Regions from separate parts of the Mus musculus genome. Here region 1 is linked to region 2. The links are chromatin contacts, called in public ChIA-PET maps. All regions are on one chromosome and are shown on one strand. The core of a region is the stretch at or near the end of the contact, and the rest is flanking DNA. Distances in the headings are between cores, read along the strand shown.

Region 1 (3,104 bases), core at 48-2,547, 160 kb before region 2:
CATACACACACACACACACCTCACACACACATAAACTCACACACTCACTCACATACACACACACATAAACTCACACACTCAATCACATACTCACATACTCACTCACATACATACACACACACACACACACACACACACCAAGGAATGCAATCATTCACATACATACACACAAATGAATGTAATCAGAAAATAATCACAATCATCTATTAAAAAACTAAGAAAATATGATGTTTAGAAAAGTTATTTTTGGTAACCAGCTTTCTCCATATGCTGGTTTCCACTCAAGTATTTAACAAGAATGAGGAGCTGGACTACCAAATCCCAACTGTTCTCTAATTTAAGATTGGCCTCTTGGTGCCTGTATGAGACACAGTCTAAGTGACTATAAAAACCTGTGTCGGCTCGCTGGACATTACTGAAACAAGGAACCTACCCTAGAGACTGTTTAAGATTCCGTCATGGGAAGTGTGCTGGATGAGGCAGACTAGCTACATTTCACTCACAGGACAGTAAAGGAAGTCCACAGGGAAGGTACTGAGTGGCAAGCATGCCTGAAGATTACCCGCAGTCACCGAAATATTACAAAGTTTATTACATCTCTTCCAATCAAACCCTGCTCCTTCCTGACTATCCATGCTCTCTCCAAGAACAAGGAGCTTAGAAGCTGGCATAGCTCTCATGTGTTAAGATCTGCCTCAGAGATGTTGTGGTCCTTCACCACACACAACTTCTTATCTCTGGGAAGGAAAACCCTGCTGATAAGGAAGAGGTTTGGCTTTGGCTCACTATTTTGAGATACCACTGGCAACTACCAAGAAAATGAGTCTCCTGCCACTTCATCTCTCCTAACATTTCCAACTGCAAAATACAGAAACAAAAGAGAAGTAAGGAGTCCACTTCTGGTTAGTTGTGCAGTCTGCAGTGGGGACTTGGGAAGTAGCAGACCAGTCACTATCTGGCTCCTACAGGCACCAAAAAAATATGCATTCAGTCCATTAGATAATTCTTTAATGAAGTGACTTATATAGATTATTCTAAATGGTGCTTAGAGATGCCACCCCACATTCTTTAATAAAATTTACCCTGTAAGCAGCAGGTTCTCTTTGGAAGATAACACATGAAAATTTTTTAAGCCACCTACCATAGTCAGAAGGTCTCACCAAAGGTCTCTCATGTCTTGAAATACTGCAGGTGAACCATGTGTCTGTCTCTTCGCATCATTCTAGATAGCAGTGGCCATTCACACTGTTAAGGCATGCCTCTAATCTACCTCAGATGTCATATCAGCAGCATAGATGGTTCTATCTGGAACTGCTGGTTCCACACCACAGCCATCGGCCTGACAGTCCTGGGCTGGCCTTAGCCTCCAGTGTCCAAATGCAGCCAGTTTCAGAACAGAGCTCCTCTGCCTGGAATTCCTGGTACTACAGGATGATGTGATAGCATTGTCCACCTATGTCATTTTCAGTTTCCTCTTGAGAACCAAAGCTCCTTCCACCCTTTCTCTTTCCTGGATCCAGGATGCAGGGTGATGGACATGTGTGCAGAACGAAGTTTCAGGAAAGATGTGGAGAGAGAGTTCAGAGCAGCCAGGGCTTCCATTTTCATTATGCCACACTGGACTTGGAGTTACAAGATTAGAATTTGGGTTCACACCCCAAGCTCAGATTCTGTCTTTGCATTCTCAATGGAATGACACTTGCAGATTCCTAACCCCATTGAGTCTCAGGGTCCTCATTTAAGAGACGGAAATACTAGACTCTAACACAATGATTGTTACTGAAGGTCAAACACATAGCACAGTGGCTGGCTTCTGGTAAGCACCCCGCCAGCGTACATATGCAGCATCATGGTGTGGTTAGAGATGCCTACTCCATAGTAGTGATTGCTACAGCACTGCTATTATTTGGAGACATCTGAGTATAATTTACACTTTAAATTCATTACACCATTTATTTAGCAGTTTTCATTTCCTGAAAAAGAATATTTTCTCAGCATTTGGTATTTTTATAAATGTCACGGTTGGCAGTGTTTTTTTCCCCCTCTCACACCATGGAACACTGGGACACGGCTACACTGCTTCATTCTGTATGCAATTATTTTTTGGGATTGTCTGATTTTTGCATGTTCTTGGCTTTCTTTTTGTCACATCTACTAATTCAAATTCAGGGTCCTCATAGAAGATCTTCAGAAAGCTGTGGAAAATGAAAACAGCTTGCAAACCCAGAGAAACAGAAGATCCCTGTCTGAATACAACTACGAGGTGTATCACTCCTTAGAAGATGTATGTAATTAAAAGTCCTTTTAATAGTTTGTGGGGGGGTTGTTTTTTTTCTTTTGTTTCTGTTATTGTTGCTGTTCTGTTTGTTTGTTTTTTTCAACTTCATCTTTGTCATTTTGGTATAAGAAGTAGAAAGAATTGTGAAAACAGAGACTTGGGCTCTGGGAAGAACATACAGAATACCTGATCATACATCTCTTCATTGATCCTTTTAATGCTAGAAAACGAATTATCAAAATAGTGGGCCAGAGAGAGGGCTCAGCTGAAAAGAGCACTTGCTGCTCTTGCAGAAAGCCAGGACTTTTTGGGTTCCAGCACCTACATGGTGGCTCACAAATGTCTGTAATTCCAGTATCAAGGAATCTAATGCCTTCTTCTGGCCTCTCCAAAAGAATAAGGAGTGATAACAGTTTATAACATGGAATGCACATACACACATGCAGGAAAAGCACACATACACATAAAATATAATTTTATAAAAAGAAGTAGCAAAATTATTCATATCTTACTTTACCCAAGTAAACCCCACAAGGACATAAGAGATCCATGAAGTGATATAACCGATGTTAAAATCAGGGCTATAAAGACTTTGACCAAACAGCCATGGAAAGAACAGAACAGAATGAGCTGGAGTTGGAGGGCAGTGTTTTGGCTGAGGGGCCCAGGAGACTTCCACACTCTTCTCCCACTCTTGCCAAGTTCAGGCCTCCCAACAGCCAGCTCACATCAGTGGCACACACTGCCATGTAATCCACAAGGAAGCTCACTGCAGTCTTGTCCTGTCACATCACTCCAGCTTTACCTGACAGCTTACTACTTTTCT
Region 2 (2,887 bases), core at 346-2,845:
ATTGTTTGAGTAAATGATCATGTATGTTCTGGAGATGTATGAACAGGAGTACATGTATAGCAAACTGGATCACAGAAATTTCAGGAAAGAAAGTACATCAAGATTTTTCTGTACAATATTAATTCATTTAATAAATTATTCCCCTTGGAACTTTTTAATTCTAAACTCTATATACTAGGAACTTTGGGGTGGAAATAAAAAAAGTAATAATAGCACATCCAACGTACTTTCAAGTGATTTATTATTTAATTTTAAAAGCAACCCTTATGTAGCAGGTATTGGCATTATCTTTTTTTAACGGAGTTTGAGGTGCAGGGAAAGCATGCAGCAGGTAGAAGTGGATACCTGGCATACAGGCAGGGTACCTTCAGTCAGTACCCCATGCTTTCAGTTCTTGCCTGAAGAGCTGTAGCATATGAGGCCACGGGAGCCAGAGGAGAGAGTAACCAGAATGGACTCTTAGCTATGTTAAGTGCTATGAGAGGCTTAAAAGTAGTATCTGAGAGGAGAACAAAAAAAAGAAGAAAGAAAGAAAAGAAAAGAAAGGAAAAGAAAAGAAAAGAAAAGAAAAGAAAAGAAAAGAAAAGAAAAGAAAAGACGAGAAAAGAAAAGATATAGGGTCATTGGGGACCTTCAAGAACAAAGTTTACCACACAAGCAGAGACAAGAACCAGACTAAACATGTTTGAGGGTGCAGCCATCTTTATGCTTGAAATCCCTTGAGTTCTCAAAACAAAATAAGGATGGGGGAGGGGGAAGTATGGTAACCAGGGGTATATGGGAATATTATGAATATGTTGAGCATTTTAGCCCATGCAGACATAAGGACGGACACAAAGACCTGGAAGATATTCACAATATAGAGATGGGAGTGTCACGTGGTATCAAGACAGGGTGAGGGAGGGAAGAAAGGAAAGAAGAGAAGGAGGGAGGGAGGGAGGGAAGAGAAAGAGGGAGGGGAGGGGAGGAAGGTGGAAGCAAGCAGCATGTCTTCTTCTGAGCTAAAAAAGGAAAACTTTAGGTTCTAATGTCATCAGAGGAGGTAATGCTTAACCAGTTGGGGGCAGAAGTAAAATGGGGAGTGGGATAAGCTAAGAATGAGGAAGTCCAGTAAATGCCAGGCTGTGAAGCAGCCTAGACATTGCACAATGCACACCACAGGCCCCTCCTCTACAAGGATGCTCTCTGATGCCCTTCCCTGAACTGAAGTCGGTAAAGCTGGTAGTAAGTTGATCATTAGAGAAGCTGACAGAGGAAGGCACTGGAAAGATCTAGGGGAAGTTTTAATGAGATAACCGCCAATGGACAAGTGAAACAAAACCACTGGAAAGCAGGGTGAGGTCTGGAAACTTAAGGCAGAAGGCAGGAAGAGGCTCAACAGGAGTGAGAGAACACAGGAAGAGGAGGAGATATGGTGGCTTTGGGAGCCAAAGTTCCAATTTCTCAGACCTTAAAAAGAAAGAACTGAGTAATAAGAACAACAGAGGTTTCTCATTGTAGATTGCTTATCGGTGGGTAAAGCGAGCAGAGTAAGGATGAAGATAAATGCTGTGGGAACTACCGTTGAGGAACTTTGTGGTTATCACACTGGCGCAGCGCTAAGGCTCAGATCAAAGACAAAAGCACATGTGATTTGTAAGCACATGAGCCAGATGCTGAAGAACACTGTTAGAATATTCTTTCAATTTCTGCTTATTATTACTCTCTCTGTGTGTGTGTGTGTGTGTGTGTGTGTGTGTGTGTGTGTGTGTGTGTGTGTGTGTAAATTAATGTATACTCCTTAGTGAAGTGACTCTTTTTAACTTTTAGATGTAAGCTCTGGTAACTCAATGGATTGGGCTTATAAAAATGGAATACCCTATGCATTTGCTTTTGAACTGCGAGACACTGGGCATTTTGGATTTCTACTGCCAGAGATGCTCATTAAACCCACCTGCACAGAGACCATGCTGGCTGTGAAGAATATCACAATGCACCTGCTAAAGAAATGTCCTTGAGAGGAACAGTCATCTAGTCTACCAACACAGAGAAAGCAGATTCTGATCAAAAGGCACCTTGGCAAACATAACTGTTTAGACTGGAAGGATCCATGGACCTAAAAGGATCTTTCATGCAATTCGACACTTTGCAAAGACTGAAAAGTAGGGCACAGCCTACTTTGGTATGAGAAGAAAGTCCACTTTATATCTCTTTAGAGTCCTATTTGATTACAAGGGGGAGGGAATGTTTTCAAATTCCTTTGTCTCAAAAGGTGTACAAATTAATTGAGGATTTCTCTTCTCTCAACCACTCCATCCTTGATTAAGACCTATGCTACCAACGACATTGAATTACTTGGTTCTTATTTGAAATGGAAACAATCAACTGTGTTTCTTAATAAATACATAACTTTTCAAAAAACTAACATGATTCACACATTCATCTCAGTTCAGTGGACTGTATACATCTATAAAAAGTTGGGCAGATGTTCAAATGAACCCACAGACCTGTGGCTCACTGCACAAGATAGACCCTGGCAACACTGAATCATGGATAGATGAGGGGCACCTGAGGCCCACCCCAGCTGAGAATTTATTGGAAGTTAAGAGCTGTAGGATATGGGGAGTCATTTTTCTTCCAGTGTGTATCCACTGGCAAGTCTCTTATGAACTAGTAAATAACCCTACATGCACGTGGATGCATGCAAACAATTCTAATTAACTCTGGGTTACTTTAAGAGTGAGAAGTTAGAAGGGAGCTGTGTTGGAAATAAAGAGGTGTGGGGGGAAATGAGGTGGGGTTAAGAGAGGTAAATGGGACCTAAACACATGCAGTGGTTCTCATCCTTCCTAAAGCTGGGATGCTTTAAAACAGTTCTTCATGTTGTGGTGACCACCCAATCATAAAA

Evidence for each region. ChIA-PET counts read pairs in DNA pulled down with a chosen protein or histone mark.
Region 1: an SMC1A ChIA-PET map of the G1E-ER4 cell line shows a contact between it and region 2, with 20 read pairs. The contact joins two enhancer-like sites. A contact is called at or near these places in 1 of 15 datasets of contacts at CTCF or cohesin (the G1E-ER4 cell line), 2 of 484 Hi-C or Micro-C datasets (the G1E-ER4 cell line and cortical neurons) and 1 of 9 other capture datasets (embryonic stem cells).

Annotation. Positions count from the first base shown.
Region 1 is chr1:10,483,129-10,486,232 of GRCm38.p6, reverse strand. Cpa6 (carboxypeptidase A6) reads left to right here. Exons shown (of 11, transcript NM_177834.4): 4 at 2,170-2,284. Among named protein-coding and RNA genes, the nearest start is that of Gm25253, 71 kb to the left of the region's middle. Within about 2 kb of position 1,297, at least 1 of the 459 cell types and tissues checked has an H3K27ac peak or open chromatin away from gene starts, as enhancers often do. A contact at or near this core is called in the G1E-ER4 cell line, where this site is marked.
Region 2 is chr1:10,324,234-10,327,120 of GRCm38.p6, reverse strand. It overlaps Cpa6 (carboxypeptidase A6), which reads left to right. Exons shown (of 11, transcript NM_177834.4): 11 at 1,810-2,402. The coding sequence ends at 1,997. Among named protein-coding and RNA genes, the nearest start is that of Arfgef1, 93 kb to the right of the region's middle. Within about 2 kb of position 1,595, at least 64 of the 459 cell types and tissues checked have an H3K27ac peak or open chromatin away from gene starts, as enhancers often do. A contact at or near this core is called in the G1E-ER4 cell line, where this site is marked.